Linked DNA regions of Mus musculus: all the other regions are linked to region 1. Evidence: chromatin contacts called from public promoter capture Hi-C data. All regions are on one chromosome and are shown on one strand. The core of a region is the stretch at or near the end of the contact, and the rest is flanking DNA. Distances in the headings are between cores, read along the strand shown. Region 1 holds the start of Pla2g12b (phospholipase A2, group XIIB). Region 2 overlaps Micu1 (mitochondrial calcium uptake 1). Region 3 overlaps Micu1 (mitochondrial calcium uptake 1). Region 4 overlaps Micu1 (mitochondrial calcium uptake 1).

Region 1 (3,752 bases), core at 121-2,620:
TCTCAAGACACTCCTCCCATAAGCAGTTGGGGAGCTTGATGGTCCCGCCCAGTCAGAGGCTGCCCAACCAAAATTTGCTGAAATCTTTTGATGCTGTTTTACTAGAGAAGTAAGAACAAGATCGGGCTCACCATTTTACAAGAAGTCCTACTGTTGTTAGATGTTTGCTAAACCTTGGGTATATTGACAATACCTGTGTTGATTCAAATGGCAGGCATTAACTTTCCTGCCTCTTTGATGGATATTAGGTGAACTTAATGAGGTGACCCGGCCTTGTGCTTATCCATCTAACTTTGAGTAAACGTGATGCTGAGTCGCCCAGAATTTGACACTATGACATTGGGGGGGGGGGGGGGGGGACACGACACATGATACTCAGCTCCCATCTCTTCCCAGGAGGGTGAAGGGGAAGATGGCTTCAGCCTCAGCTCCTGCCCTAGCTGGCTTTCCAACTCAAGCAAGGTAGGCATGGGAGCTCACTCCAGTTCCCAGTTGTGTCTCTGGTGTTTGGCTCTCTTTGGTGGTGGCAGAGCTTGGGACCCCTGGCGGGCAGCAGGCAGGTCAGTTCAGTGATAACAGTGACTAAGGCAGGGCTGGACCCCTCCCTTGGCAGAATCTAGGCAAATCGCAGGCAGAGGCCTGCAGCAGAGAGGAGAGTCCTTCAAAGCTTTTGGGATGCGAAGGCAGTGAGTTGACCCAGGGCAGAATCTCCGGTTCCGCGTTCTCCCCTTAGGAGCATCTCTGAGACCCTGCGATTCCTCTCAAACCTCTCTGCCATCCCTTAAGGCCTTACCTGCCTCCAGTAAACTCCTAAAAGGCCTCAGCGAAAGTTCCCAGGAAGCTGAGCAGAGCCTGAGTTTCCGATAAATCACACTTTTATCAGGAGATATAGAACCCAGACTTCACTCGGGGCCCCTCACAGGATTTAGTTGCCTGCTTGCATTTCGGATGACGCTACACCTGATTTTGCTTTGCCTGGCGACCTGGCCTACCGGATGTAGGACAGATGTGACCTGCTTTGCTGCTCATGCTGTCACTCCCCACCCCCACTCCCAGAGAAGGCATCCACTCACCATATCGACACCGGTACTGACAGACTCCATTCTTCCCTCCCAGCAGCTCCATGAAGGAATCCACGTAGCTGTTGACAGACTCGAAGCTGCCCCGCAGCTGCCTCAGGCCCCAGTCAGAGTAGGACTCCTCTTCCTTGGGGCTGGGGTCACTCTGAGCCAGGTTCCCTACCAGGCCAAGCCACAGGAGGAAGAAGCCGCAGAGCAGCTTCATTTTGCACGCACAAGTAGACCCTCGCGGCTGCTCTCGTCCCCAACCCCAGCCAGGGTCCCAGGAAGCCCTGGGGACATACACAGCCCTGTGTCCGGGCTTATCGGTACAGTCAGTCTGTGTTCCCCAGAGGTGGACTTTAAACACAGCCATGGAGGCTGGGAGCCGATCCGAGCGATTAGAGAGGACAAAGGTGAAACCGTGGGAGGGGCTGTATGAGGATGGCCCAAGAGGGGACTTCCCAGTGGACCCCGAAGCGCTGGGGGGATGACTGCTCACTCTGTGAGGCTGGACGGGAGCCCCAGGATTCTCCAGCACACTTGAGCACCTCAGGTTTCTCTACTGCAGAGCTCTTCCCAAGATCTCAGCCACACCCCTGAACTACTTCCTCCTCTATACCTGTCCTGGGGAGGCCCATGAGGGTGTGTGCGAGACTCTGGTAGCCCTACTGGGGTCATCTTCACCACAGGTGAATCTAATAACAGATTATCAGGGGCTAAAATCCAAGTGTGCCTTGGTGAAAGTTCAGGTTTCGAGCCCAGTTTCTGCCTTGGTCCCTCCGTGTCTCTAGCTCAAATCCTTCCATCTGGCAAAGGTCCTGCTATCCTCCCAGGGAATACCTTTCCGAGAATCTGCAGGGCATGTGTTTATACTCAGTGCTGTATCCTGGGATCCCCTGAGACTGATGGCCCCAGGTCTCTTCTGGGAACATTCGGCCCCAGTGGTGATTCCTTCCTCCCACCCCCTTTTAGGCAGATAAAAGTCCAGGCTGCTATCAGAAAGCCTGTTTGAGATTCCAAGCTTTGAGATTGCTCTCTGGAATCCTGAGTTTGGGCGTCACTTTCAGCGTAGTTTGCTCTTGGCCATGTGAAGAATACCTATAAAATCACCAGTCTGGGAAACGACCATACACATTCTGAACTAGTCTCTTCTCAATCTCTCCTTTCCTGTCTCTCTCTGACTTTCTTCCTGTTTCTCTGTCTCTCTATCTCTCTGTGTGTGTCTGTCTCCCTGTCTTCTTGTTTCTCCCTCCCTCCCTCCCTCCCTCCCTCCCTTCCTCCCTCCACACATTCACACCTATTTTGTTAGGCAAGGTTGATATTTTTATTTGACAAATAAGAAATCAGGGAGAGGTTAAATGACTTCATTACTTAGGTCCCAAGGCTGGGCCAGGGCCATAACTGATGAGGTCATATCAGAACAGAACCATAGGACTCCTTCAAAAAGGAAGGAAAACGGGGGGGGGGGGGGGGCACAACTCAATAGTGGACCACCTACCTCTAATATGTGCAATGCCTCGAGTGTGTTTGGGAATGGGGTGCACATGTGGGTACAGGAGCCTGTGGAGGCTGGGGGATGCCCTGGAGCTGAAGGTTGGGGGGAGGGTGTCACCTGAGACAGGTGTCTGGAACTAAACTCAGGTCTCTGTAATTCCCTTAAAGAATTACAGGAAAACACAATCAAACAGGTGAAGGAATTGAACAAAACCATCCAAGATCTAAAAATGGAAATAGAAACATTAAGAAATGAAAAAGGGAGACAACACCAGAGTTACAAAAACTATGAAAGAGATCAGAAGTCATAGATGCAAGTATCACCAACAGAATACAAGAGACAGAAGAATCTCAGGTGCAGAAGATACCATAGAAAACATTGACACAACAATCAAAGAAAATGCAAAAAGCTCCTAATTGAAAACATCCAGGACACAATGAGAAGACCAAACCTAAGGATAATAGGTATAGAAGAGAATGAAGATTCCCAACTTAAAGGGCCAGTAAATATCTTCAACAAAATTATAGAAGAAAACTTCCCTAATCTAAAGAAAGAGATGTCCATGAACATACAGAACTCCAAATAGACTGGACCAGAAAAGAAATTCCTCCCGACACATAATAATCAAAACACTAAATGCACAAAACAAAGGAAGAATATTAAAAGCAGTAAGGGGAAAAGGTCAAATAACATATAAAGGCAGACCTATCAGAATTGCACCAGATTTCTCACCAGAGACTATGAAAGCTAGAAGATCCGAGGCAGATGCCATTCAGACCTTATGAGAACACAAATGCCAGCCCAGGCTACTATACCCAGAAAAACTCTCAATTACCATAGACAGAGAAACCAAGATATTCCATGATAAAATCACATTTATACAATATCTTTCCATAAATCCAGCCCTACAAAGGATAATAGATGGAAAACTTGGGAAAACTACATCCTAGAAAAAGCAAGAAAGTGATCTTTCAACAAACCCAAAAAAAGATAGCCACACAAACATAATTCTACCTCTAACAACAACAACAACAGCAGGAAGTAACAATCACTTTTTCTTAATATCTCTTAACATCAATGGACTCAATTCTCCAATAAAAAGACATAGACTAACAGACTGGATGGATAAACAGGACCAGCATTTTGCTGCATACAGGAAACACACCTCAGTGATAAAGGCAGATACTACCTCAGAG
Region 2 (4,240 bases), core at 509-3,008, 340 kb before region 1:
GGCTATCCCCTATACAACAGCAAGTCATAGCTCTAAATGTCTTCAAAAAAAGAAGAAGAAGAAGAAGAAGAAGAAGAAGAAGAAGAAGAAGAAGAAGAAGAAGAAGAAGAAGAAGAAGAACTGTTTTGAAAGTGCTTTGATTTCTAAACCCCTGCACTAGATGTCAGCCCATGTTTAACTCCCACACAATGCCCAACACCAAGGGCTAGCACATCCCCCTTTTGAAAGCACATAAAATGAACACTTCAAGTTGTATAGACCGTACGCTTACGGTCTGTTACAACTTCGTCACTCTGTTCTTCCAGCTCTGAATCTGCCACCCAGGGATGAGTGTGCTGTGCCCATGCAACTTCTTATGAACAATGAAATCTGAATTGCATGTAATTTTTACATGTTCTAAATATTCTTGTGTTCTTCCTCCCCATTAAAAATGGACAAATTGTTTTGTGTTTGTGGGCCATAAAGAATCAGGGAGTTGGCTGCAGCTGGTCTGCTCTATAGGAAACAGTATTGCAGGGGGTCAAAAGCAAAAGCAGACAGACTGAAACTCTGTAAACAAACCAACAAATCAATAGAAGCAGAACACAGGAGGTATACAGAGGATAACAGTACTACAGACTCAATCATGTGTCACTGACTGAAAGTGTCCTTTTTTTTTTTTAAATTTTATGAATGTGAGAACACTGTAGCTATCTTCAGACACACCAGAAGAGGGCAATGGATCCCATTACAGATGGTTGTGAGCCACCATGTGGTTGCTGGGAATTGAACTCAGGACCTCTGGAAGAGCAGTCAGCGCTCTTAACCGCTGAGCCATCTCTGCAGCCCTGAAAGCATTCTTTATAGGCAAATTACCCTTAGATAGAAAGTCACCCAGGCTGATGCTGTAGAAAGGACGCAGAGACTGCCCATGCCACAGTGTTCTGCCCCAAACTCTTTTGTTCCCTGGAACTGTTAACCACATTCCACACTTCTGGTTACTTGCATCATACAATGGCTGTTAACAAACTTTTGGTTTTGTTTTTTTGGAGACAGGGTTTCTCTGTGTAGCCCTGGCTGTCAGGAACTCAGACATCCACAGGCCTCTGCCTCCTGAGTGCTGGGGTTGAAGGCGTGAGCTACCACGGCTGGTGAAGATGGGTTTTACTATAGTGGAGTCAGCGTCCTTATATCCAGGGATGGTGGTGATGCATCGGCATCATAGCGGAGGGCCGGCATGTGTCCAGGGAGCACACTATGTGATTTTCCTTTTAATGTGCTTCACACTTCCCTACGGCTCCTTTCTCTATACATTTTTGATATTTAGTACACAAGGATTCTTAGTCACCTTTTCACCGAAACTCATTAGCTCATTTCAAATGGTTTAATTTGGGGGCCTTGGAGAGCCTGTGCTCCAAGATTATTTTAAACAGTTCTAAAATGAAGACTCTCACAGATTTAGATCCTCTGGGTATCTTGGGATATAGTATGTGTGAAGTCATGACGAAACAAAGTTGAAATCGGAACGGCTGGCTGGAGACAGAAATCTAAGAACAAAATCGACTACCTTTATCCATTGCCTCACACAGGAGCAGCAGGTTTAATTTTGCTGAATCGACATCCCTGCTAATGAATTCTTGCTAATGAGCAAATGAAAGTGAAGCCAGTTTCCACCCCCTGGGTGACAAAGATCTTTCTCCTTAGGCCAGAGCTGGGTGACCCGGGCAGCGGCTTTGACACACCTGAGCCACATGACCCTGGCAACTCCCTTCTCAGGGCCTGCTTCCTTATGGGTAAGTGGGTGAGGTCAGTCTTTGTTGTTTATTTTTGAGCCAGAGTTTCACTATGTACCTGTGGCTGCCCTGAAGCTCTCCTCCCCCTACGTGTGTGTGTATGGTGTGTGTATGGGGGGTAAGGGGGAATTGGGGGAGCAGGTAGATTTGAGACAGAGTTTTTCTGCGTAACTCTGGCTGTCCTGAAACTTGCTTTGTAGTTCAAGCTGGCCTTGAACTCACAGAGATCCTCTGCCTCCCAAGTGCTGGGATCAAAAGCATGCTTTGCCACCAACTGGCTTGAAACAGAAATCAGCTGCCTTTATCCTTCACCTCACACAGGGGCAGCAGGTTTAATTTTGCTGAATCGACATCCCTGCTAATGAATTCTTGCTAATGAGCAAATGAAAGCGAAGCCAGTTTCCAGTTAGATCTCATTTCACTGTACAGAATTCTCTCTTCCTTCTGATTCTCATAAGAAAAGCACTCGTTCGTTATTCCAGCTTCCCATGAAAATGAGAAGGGTGCTCGGTGTACTGCACTCCCAGTGACTATTCAGTTTATGTAGGACATCTTTCGGTAATTAAGGGGGGGCGGGGCTCAGTGGTAGAGTGTATGTGCTGCGTGCAGAAAGCCTTGCGTTCAATTCCCACCATCGTAAAAACAAATAAGCAAACAGCAAACAGCTACAGAGTTAAATGCCGGAGCGTATGAAGGCAACCGGCAAATAGAATTGTTTTCAAAGGAATAAACATAATATCCCTTAAGTGAGGAAACAGTCCTCCGTGGCCTGTCCTAAAAGTGATGGTTCATTTTCATTGTCACACTGGAAGCAAATTATAGTCTTTAACAGCCCTGATAGAGATGAGAGTTTTATTTGAATGGTAATTGCCTTACAGGCATAAAAATGTTTTGCTATCATAAAAATACGAGAAAATATCTGTGAGCGTCTTTCTTCTGCATACAACCTTGCCTGGATTTCTTCCCTTCCCTGTCACCAAACTAGCTGCCAAAGCAAGCTTCAAAGGATCTCAGGCTTGGAGAGCTCAGTGGCTAAAGGTGCTGGTCACTGAGCCTGCCCACAGGAGCCTGATCCCCACGACCCGCACGATGGGAAGTGAGGACCAACTCCCTCAATGCACCTTTAAATAAATAAATAAATAAATAAATAAATAAATAAATAAATAAATAGAGATATTTTAAAAGGATCTACATCTAAAGTTCAATGCCATTAATGACAAGCTTGGTATATCTTATTATAAAACTCTTTGGAAGCAAAAAGCAACTATGAATATAGAAGAACCTATTGGGAAATAAAGGACCATTTGCAGCACAATAAAATCCATCCGTCTGATTTCAACACTCGTAGTTATTTGGTAGTGTCCTTTTCTAGAACTGTCTGTGTAGTCTTCACATAGATGAAATGCAGAAGACCGAGAAGCACAATAAACGCCATAGAGATACAACCACTGAAAGACGGAGGAGAGAGATTCTGCAGAATAAGACCTGCATTCTTCCACAGGTAAATGATGCAGGCTTGCTAAGAGGTACGGGATCTGTGTGGGAGAATGGAGGTGAGACAGAGGGTCACGGAGCCCAGGTGAGGGCGTGCACTCAGCTCTCCACTCCTTATAGCCCTGGGCTCATTTCTTAGCCCATCCTTGAAGCCAGTTTGTGTAGCAGAACTGGCCGCTCAACAGAGTGGAGAGGAAGGTGCAACTCTGTATCAAATACATTTGTGTTTCCTACACATCCTATACACACAGCCCACTGATGATGTTATCCTATTTTCTGTGCACTGGGGTCAAACAGGGGGTTATCCACTCACAGTGTCATAGGTCAAACAGGGGGTTATCCACTCACAGCGTCATACTGACGTCCAAACATTGCAAATTCTGGAGCATATGGTAGTATAGATGGTAGATTCAGGGTCTTCAGCCATTACTGGTTTATACATTGGCTTGGTTTTTAATGCTTTTTACTTCTTTGTGGGGCTTTTAGTTGCTGCCCCGTGGCCTTTTGCACCACTATAAAGCATATCCTTTCACTACCCCGAAGGACAGGTCTACTAGCAACCAGCTACCAGTGCTTCGGTTATATAGATATGTCTGGACTGCTCTCTTGTGAACCCCAATGGTCCTCGCACTGTCTGCCGCAGGTGTCCTACCTGAGCATACCCAGGGGTGATTACTGTCAGGCTCTTTTGCTCCTGTTAATGAATTATACTTCCTTTTTTGTTAGTATGGCCAGGTAACTGTTAAGGTTGGGTATTTTTATGCTACTGAGGATAAGAGAAATCAGATTCTCTCTTCTCTGGGGTTCAGCTGCTGTTAAAGACTGCAGCCATCAGTCCTTCAGTGACTTCCCCAAAGCATCTCTACAGAAATTACATGCTTGGTCATGTCCTCCTGCAGTTTCTGTTCTACTTAAATGCTGGAGCCAGAAGAAGGGAAAACTGCTGAGTAAGTCGGAATGCACAAAACAAACAC
Region 3 (4,091 bases), core at 981-3,480, 360 kb before region 1:
TGGCAGCACCAAGGGATGGCGGGAGTCCACCCATTGAGTGCTAGGGTCTCAGCAGATGGGCAGTCCTGCCTCAGCTGGGTGACTTTTCCCACTGGCCTACTGGCTTTCTATGGCCCCAGCTACCCGCTGTTTATCAGAAAGACAAATACACTAATGCATTTCATGTTCTAGTCCTATGCCAAATGACTAGCAATGCCTGTTTATCATCCATCCATCCATCCATCCATCCATCCATCCATCCATCCATCCATCCATCCATCCTCTCTCTCTGTGTATGTGTGTGCACGAGTGTGTGGGTGTCAGAGAACAGCTTAGGGGTTGGTTTTCTCCTCCCTGTGGCTTGGAGAGACTGAACTCAGGTTGCCTGTCTTGGTGACGAGTGCTTTTACCCACTGAGCCATCTCGAGGGTCCAGTACTAACTCTTGAGGCTTAGGAAGTTGTCTGCCCTCTCCCAGGATGACTTGGGAACCATTTACTGTGCATAGGCTGTAACAGCCCCTTGCTCACCAGCCCTACCCTAGCGCACCATCTGCGGCATGCTTTCCCTGGCAGCTTGCTGGATAAAGTGGAAAACACAGTGTCCAGCATTAAGATTGTAAGGATGCTTGGGCTGCCATCAGAGCCCTGCTGCAGCTCAGCCTTAGGGAAAGAGAGGCGGCGAGTGAGTTCCAGCTACACCGCAGACACTGAGAGCTGGGCAGCCAGGCGCAGGAGCCCAGAGGCTGCTCAGTTTAGGCTCTTACCAGAAAATGGCTACTCCTTCACGTTGGGACTAGGGGTACGTTCTGAAACATTTTGTATACCGAGTCTCTTCACCTGTAAAACGAAGGCAACAACAGGGCATGCTCCAGGCTGAAGTGTGGGAAACGTCTACATCACCAGTTCATCTGAAGAGCATCACAAGGAATCTGAGCAGGAGAAAACTTCCAAATGGGTGTGTGCGGGGGTAGGGGGTGGGGTGGGGTGTGTGTGTGTGTGTGTGTGTGTGTGTGTGTGTGTGCGTGTATGTGTGTGTGCGTGTGAGCTCAACGAGGGGCTGGAAAGACAGCCCAGAGGTTAGGGCATTTGCTTTTATAGAGGTTCAGGGTTGAGCTCTCAGCAGCCACAATGAGTGGCACACACACATATATTCAGGTATATAGACATACCCAGAAAATGATTTGTATTCTTTAAAAATGAGTCAAGGTGTGGGCTGGGTGTGACAAGGCACACTCCTTTAGTCCCAGTACTAGGGAGGCAGAGGCAGGAAGATCTCTGTGACTTGGAGGCCAGCCTGGTCTATAGAGTGAGTGCCATGATAGCCAAGGACACACAGAGAAACCCTGTCTCAAAAGAAGGAAAAAAAAAAAAAGAAAGAAAGAAAGAAAAAGAAAAGAAACCAATGCCAAGGTATGCTTATTTTGGGGTTGTCGTCACTATGTTAATGGGCATTTTCATTGTAGCACTGGGCTGCCACATACATTCTTCCTGCAGTGGCACCCACAGGGTCCTGTGACAAGGCAGAAGTCTTCTCTCCCTTGTTAGCAGTTACACTGAAGGAGTAAGGCTGAAGTAGTTGGTCACGGCAGGAATTGTCTTCCGTCTGTTAAAACCCATACGCTGGGCACAGTGGTGTAGAATGGCGGATACTTTCAGGTTGAGACAGGGGCATTCCAAGTTTGAGGGCAGCCTAGGCTATATAAAGAGACCCAGTCTCAAAGCCACCACATGATTCAGGGTTTTATCTTTTAAAGAAACTCAGCTGTGTGGCAGGAGAGGAGATAAGGTGAGGAGATGAGGTGAGGGAGAGATGGCCGTCTCTCTCCTAGCTGGAAGAGCACTCGGAATCCCTTTGTTAACATTGTGTCGGAACTCCGGTCCACTATGGGTATTTTCTTTTGCAGTGTTGGGGCTGAACCTAGGACTGTGCCGTGCTAGGCCAATCCTCCACCTCTGCCCTACAGTTGCCTACAACTCTGGCCTGAGTTACATTTTAACAGACTACACAGAGAGCTATGAACATTTTGTTTGGTTTTTCTGATGATTACAATTCACACTAAGAGAAAGAGCCAGAGTTGCATATCCTAGATAGTTTAACATTTAAAAACTTACCTGTGTTCTCCATAAGTGAAAACTGAGCTTTGAGTCTCTAGAAATACCATTCCAAGATTAATAAGTGACCACTCAACATGGGCAGGACAACGGAGCCAGGTTTCCTTAGGGGAGGAAACGCCACGTGGAAATGGAATGTGCAGAGCGGCACCACGCCGTGACAGTTGTGACAGTCACCGTGTGCATCTGGTCCTCACCGAACACAGAGCCCAGTGACAGCAGGGGCAAATCAGCAGGCTGTCAGCTTTAAAAATTCTACCTTGACACCTTAGGTTTTCTTTTCCTTTCAAGAGAGTTTACACCCAAATTACAGAAGAAAAACAAACAAAACAAAACAAAACAAATGGAATCTTGTAGGATTTACAGTCCGCTAACTGTAAGCTAGGGGCTGTTTTCCAGCTAATCAGCTGAGCCGTTTCTGCATTTCTTGGTGCTCCTTACAGACAGACAGGATGGGAAGATGATACTCACTGGAGAGGACTGTTGTGAGGAAGATGTAGTCAGAGAAGGAGATGAGCCCACACTCTCCAAGGCTGTAGAAGATGCTGCCTTCATCAGCAAATTTTTCTCGTTCCTGGGCAATTTTCTAGCAGGGGCACAGGTCCCAGCAAGAAACAGAAAAGATACGACTGAATCAGAACACAGGCAGGGAGAACGGACGACATTTATCCCAGTTCCCTCGTCCCCTAAGCACTTCTAGGACGGCCATTCAAAATCCATGGATCCTTTACAGTTTTTAAGCTAATGAAGATTCCAAGACAAGAGGTCATTTGTTCTTCACGTAAACACCGGGTTCATTGAAATTTGAAGATGTTTTCAGTTTTTTCCTGCCATCGAACACATGGCCTAACTTCAGAACTGTGTCACTTTTAGAACACCTGGCATCACTCTTAAGACTATTATTTGGTGGTATAAAGGAAAAAAAAAAAAAAAACAACCAAAGAAAAGAGAAAGCTAAAACTGGTTCCAACTGGCCAATCAATCAATCAAATTAAAAAATCATACTGTTGGTGATCTTGAAGCAGAGGGAAGGCAGCTGTTCTCAAGGCCATATATACGCTTCTGAAATACTAATTTTAAACTTTCCTTTTGGAGTCTTAATCTTAATCTAGAACACAGAAGAGTATTTAGGATAAAGAATATTCTGAAGTGTAATCCGGAAACGGACTTTTGCATTATCATTATGTTAGCGGATGCTACTGAGTTTCAGCTGTTTGATGGAAATAAGCCGCTTCCAGACTCAGCTCTTGCTCCCAGTGTACACTCCCTTCCTTTACTCAAGAGTCACGCAGGCCAGTTCTTAGTTCCAGTAACAGCCTGCTGGACGCACTGTTTCCTGGTCTCTGAATTCCTCATTGAAGGTACTTTCAAAAACTGCAAAGGATCCACCAGAGGGCTGCACTTGAAACAAAGTCCGTAAGTTCTGGACCAACCACAGGCACTTAAGGAAATATTTATTCTGTGCACCGAGGGGGCAAAAAGAAAGAGGTTTTAAGAATTCAAACCAAGGCAGCATAACCAAAGAAACACTCTCATGCAAGCGAGAAAGCAAGAGGCGGCACTGCAGGCGAGAGCCTCGTGAGAACGGACAAGCACCAACACACCAGCATCCAGGCACAACCTGCCACGGTTACCTCGGTCTAGTGGAGATCCCATCAACACAAAGGAAAGAGAAGCGGTTAAGCAATGGAGAGGACCAGCACCATTCGGACAAAGTCACCCCGCAGGACCTTAACTCTGCTGGCCCATAAACAGGTACAAACCCACAGGCCAGGCGGTGCGGCCACACAGTCCCAGGTTCTAGATGTGGGTGGCGGATACTACTTGAGAAAGACCTTCCTTGGGGCTGGGCTGCTGCTCCATGCGAGAGCTGCTACCTAGCATGCTCCGAGTTCCATCCCCAGCAGTGCAGAAACCCAACAGAAGACAGAAAGCAAGAGACACCCCCATCCCACCCCCCAGCTTTTGTGGCTGGTCTAGTATCCCCAGGACAGTATTT
Region 4 (3,777 bases), core at 340-2,839, 390 kb before region 1:
GCTTGCTCTGGTCTTCTCTCAACACTTTGACAAGAATAAGGCAGGTCATACTGTATATAGATTTTTTCCCTCAAAGAAAAAATATTAGTAAAATACCTTTACCTTTATAACCAACAGTTGTATTACTTTACAAGGGAGGAGGCTGCTCATAGGTCTTTTTTCTTAAAATATAAACAAACAAAAAACCTCCTTTAAATATGTACTTTGCTTGTTAAAGTTATAAATACTTAAAGGAGTAAAGTACCTTTTATTGAATAATTCAAGCTAAAACCGAGAATGGAATAAGAAACTATAAATTTATTATTATCTCTATTTTGCTTTGTAGAAGCAAAAGAGTAAAAGAGAAGCAATCCCGATGAAAACTCTGCTTTGTTTGCTTGCATGTAATTAAGAGTCAACTCTGTGGGGCTTTGAGGTTAAGAGTACTGGCTGTTCTTCCAGAGGACCCGGGTTCAGTTCCCAGCACCCACCTGGCAGCTCACACCTGCCTGTAACTTCAGTTCTAGGGGATCTGACACCCTCACACAGACAGACAAGCAGGCAAAATGCCAATGCACATCAAATAAATAAATAAATTGTGAGGAAAAAAGAAAGAATCAACTCTGGACCCGGCAGCTTGGTAGCACGTGCCTACAAACCAGTACTTGGAAGGCAGAGCCAGGAGACTAAGTTTGAGGCCAGCATGATGTACAAAATGTGTAATCAACCCAGCCAGGTCTATGCTAAGAAATCCTGTCTCAAAAAGCCAGGATCAAAAACAAAAGCCAAGACAAATACAGGCTGTGAGGACAACCAAGCCCAGCTGGAGGCCTTCCTGCCCCGTCCTTTTCTGTAACCACTTGGCCTTTGTCTCTCACAGGCAATGTGATCCCTGCCTGCACTGTTAGAGCAAGAAACGGTACACACAGTTATGCTTGGATGGATCCAAACATGATTCTAGGGGCTCCTTAGGCACTCTGAAATTAACCCCTCTGGGCTAGACTATAGTGTTGTGCACAGTGCACAGTGGCAGAGCACTCGCCTGGCTTGGGCCAGACTTAGGTTAGACCCAACACTGAAAGCAATAGCAACAGGCAGGCAAGCCAGCTGGTACATAAATACATTTGCCACCAAGCCCAAGAACTTGAACTTAATCCCCAGATCTCATAGATTAGAAGAGTAAATTTTAAAAAAGTATTAATCTCATTTTCTCTAATCCTTAACAATTTATTTATTTGGATTATGTGTGTGTGTGAGACGAATGTGCAGGCCCATGTGCTATGGCCCACTTGTAGGGATCGGACAACCCCGTAGAATCAGTTCTTTCTTTTCACTGTGGGAATAAGCAAAAGAAACTTAACCTAAGTGCTACCATTTTGTTTTCACATTCCATTTAATCATAGGAGAAACTAAATAAAGGTCCCAGGTTCTAGGAGAGCTAGGAACTTCCCAATAGCTGAACAGCTTCTCTTAGTGAGAAGGCTCGGCTGATTCCATGACAGGCTTCAAACTGGCAGTTCAGGAGACGAGGCCTAAATCTCAGTTTCTAAGAACTGGGCAAGCCCAGGCAAGTCCTGCCCTCAAAGCTGCCCACCACCTGGCCCGAGGCAAAGACAATGGGTCGGCAGCAGTTTCCAGACTTCACACCTTGAAAATGGTTCCAGAAAGTCTAGAGGTGGAGTAAGACAAAGGTCATCTATCCCAGAATTCCAATGTGTTTTAAAGCGAGCCTTCTTCAGGCTCACGTGATTGTCTCTCTATCCTGGTAATGGGAGAATGCTGGACTTCTGAAGAATAAAACACTCTGCGCTTTCATACTGTTTTGAGTCTGGGGTTTCATTCTTCGGGGAAGCATGGACCCTTACATTATAAGGAAAAAGTTGTCCCAGTCCAGACATCTCAAGGACAACCTCTCCATCTTGCTGGCAGGGTCAAACAAGGTCATGTTCCAGGCCCAGGAACCGACTCCTATCCTGATTGGTGAAAACTCCCTTGCTCAACCCCTTAAGTCAAAATATGACTGGACAATGCTACAGCCCACTCCGCTCCCTCTCGCTGCGTGGTCTCATCCTTTAAATGTGCTGTGTAATTTCTCTCTAGGGTCCCAGTTCAGCTCCCAAGTCTGTTCTGTGGCCCGGATCAATCAGTAGCAGCTTGATTACAGTAAATTTTTGTCGTCTGCATTGACGTGGTGTTTGAGTTAAGTTGGATTTAGTGGATCCTACGCACTACCTATATGTGGCTCTGGGGCTGGACTCAGGTCAGAAGCATCTTTACTCTCTGAGCCACTTGCTGGGTCTCTCTATTCTTATTGATAGTGGTGAATAGTTAGCCCATTTCTTTGTGCCCTGCTTTTAGGATTTTTTCCCTATTAAACAAGGTAATCTCTCTCTCTATATATATATTTGCCCAGAAACATAAGACAGTCATTAAGTGACTGGCTGATTATACACTATCCACACAGACCCCCAACTCATTTCATAATTTCTTTGTTGTATGTTCTAGTTAGTCTTTATTCTTGCATAAATTAGTTTTTTACTTTCTTTGACATGACAGTTCCTTTCCCCCAAATTAAAATTAACCATAATCTTTCAAAGAATTCTCTAGTATCTTTCATTTTGATTGACATCTTTCTTGCTACAGTCTTCAAGAAATCAATGAATATATTAACTGGAATTAGACTCGGCACCTGTCTCCAAGGAACCCTGCTCACTCATTTCTGGCAGCCTTAGATGGAATTCTTAACCTAAAAAAGAGTTTTAAGGAAGCAACTTTGTATTCTTACATCACTTCTTTAAAACTGTGTTTTTGTTGCTGTTGCTCTCAAATAGAGAAAGGGAGAGGGGAGGAATGGGACAAAGGCTGTCAGAGTGTAAGAGCACTCAGACAGGGCAGAGCTCAGCAGGTGATCGTTCTCATGATGCTGCAGCTGGCTTGGGTAACAAACAGAATAGTCTTCTCTGTCCTGGGAGTGATACCTGGGTAGCAAAGGAACCAGAAACGGACTTCTGGAGAAGGCCAAATGCTACAACTTTGGTCCTTTTCAGCCCCTAAAATCTAAACTGTGTTGAGTCCCATAGAAACCATAGCACAGGCTAAAAAGAACAAAACAAACCGAGAACCAATCATGTAAGGAACAGAAATAGCTCTGTCTGAGAGGAATTGTGAAGGTACCAGGCTCCGAGCAGACACTACCACACAGCAGCTGTGGCTGTCGACAGTATCAGTGTCTCCACCTGTGATATGGGTGTGTCCTCTCCTCTATCACATGGACTCTGATAGAGCTGATGAGAATGAAAGAAAGGCCAGCTGGTGCATGGTTTTTAATGCCAGTACTCAGGAGGCAGAGTCTCTGTGAGTTCCAGGCTAGCCAAGAGAACCTGTCTCAAATAAAAAGTTAAGATATGCAAAGTGCCTGGGTCAGAGGCAGCCACTTGTATAACATTCACAGGCGTCCCCTCCTCTCAGCCTTCTGGAAATGCAGAGTGATGGATCAAACTTCCTTTATTCTCAAAACTGCTGTTCTGAGAAAAAGGCAGAAAAGAGCAGATAAATGGAACCATAAATCTCCTCCATCTCAAGTTTTAAAGGAGACAAGGCACGGAATAAACTAGTAAGAGACAGGAAGAACGATGGAATTATAAAGCCCCAGCAAAGGTATTGAGATTTATTAATCATCTCCACTTGCCTCTTAGCAGTGATGATGAGATTTTATTTCATGCTCAGTGAAGGGAGAAATCACCCAAACTTGGAAAAGTGAAATTAGAAGTGTTTCATAAAAACAAAGCTTGCTGCCAT

The links. Promoter capture Hi-C pulls out the DNA fragments that hold promoters and counts their contacts.
Region 2: a promoter capture Hi-C map of hematopoietic stem and progenitor cells shows a contact between it and region 1, with 6 times the contacts expected there. The contact joins the enhancer-like site here to the promoter of Pla2g12b in region 1. A contact is called at or near these places in 10 of 39 promoter capture datasets (the 3T3-L1 cell line, the C10 cell line, the HPC-7 cell line and 6 more), 1 of 115 datasets of contacts at active chromatin or transcription factors (trophoblast stem cells) and 2 of 9 other capture datasets (adipose tissue and liver).
Region 3: a contact with region 1 is called in a promoter capture Hi-C map of liver, with 4 times the contacts expected there. The contact joins the enhancer-like site here to the promoter of Pla2g12b in region 1. A contact is called at or near these places in 14 of 39 promoter capture datasets (the 3T3-L1 cell line, the HPC-7 cell line, cranial neural crest and 9 more), 2 of 484 Hi-C or Micro-C datasets (bone marrow-derived macrophages and nephron progenitors) and 3 of 9 other capture datasets (adipose tissue, embryonic stem cells and liver).
Region 4: a promoter capture Hi-C map of liver shows a contact between it and region 1, with 4 times the contacts expected there. The contact joins the enhancer-like site here to the promoter of Pla2g12b in region 1. A contact is called at or near these places in 15 of 39 promoter capture datasets (the 3T3-L1 cell line, the C10 cell line, the HPC-7 cell line and 10 more), 1 of 15 datasets of contacts at CTCF or cohesin (the NIH/3T3 cell line), 3 of 484 Hi-C or Micro-C datasets (CD8 T cells, bone marrow-derived macrophages and nephron progenitors), 11 of 115 datasets of contacts at active chromatin or transcription factors (T-cell acute lymphoblastic leukemia, embryonic stem cells, extraembryonic endoderm stem cells and 2 more) and 5 of 9 other capture datasets (adipose tissue, embryonic stem cells, liver and 2 more).

Annotation. Positions count from the first base shown.
Region 1 is chr10:59,401,303-59,405,054 of GRCm38.p6, reverse strand. Pla2g12b (phospholipase A2, group XIIB) reads right to left here and starts at 1,370. Exons shown (of 4, transcript NM_023530.2): 1 at 1,074-1,370. The coding sequence starts at 1,284.
Region 2 is chr10:59,741,684-59,745,923 of GRCm38.p6, reverse strand. The region is part of intron 4 of Micu1 (mitochondrial calcium uptake 1); the gene reads right to left. Among named protein-coding and RNA genes, the nearest start is that of Micu1, 41 kb to the right of the region's middle. Within about 2 kb of position 1,758, at least 15 of the 459 cell types and tissues checked have an H3K27ac peak or open chromatin away from gene starts, as enhancers often do.
Region 3 is chr10:59,766,725-59,770,815 of GRCm38.p6, reverse strand. Micu1 (mitochondrial calcium uptake 1) reads right to left here. Exons shown (of 12, transcript NM_144822.3): 6 at 2,564-2,678. Among named protein-coding and RNA genes, the nearest start is that of Gm17059, 31 kb to the left of the region's middle. Within about 2 kb of position 2,230, at least 8 of the 459 cell types and tissues checked have an H3K27ac peak or open chromatin away from gene starts, as enhancers often do. A contact at or near this core is called in liver, where this site is marked.
Region 4 is chr10:59,793,098-59,796,874 of GRCm38.p6, reverse strand. All of the region lies in intron 8 of Micu1 (mitochondrial calcium uptake 1), which reads right to left. Among named protein-coding and RNA genes, the nearest start is that of Gm17059, 5.3 kb to the left of the region's middle. Within about 2 kb of position 1,589, at least 15 of the 459 cell types and tissues checked have an H3K27ac peak or open chromatin away from gene starts, as enhancers often do. A contact at or near this core is called in embryonic stem cells, liver and stem cell-derived epiblast-like cells, where this site is marked.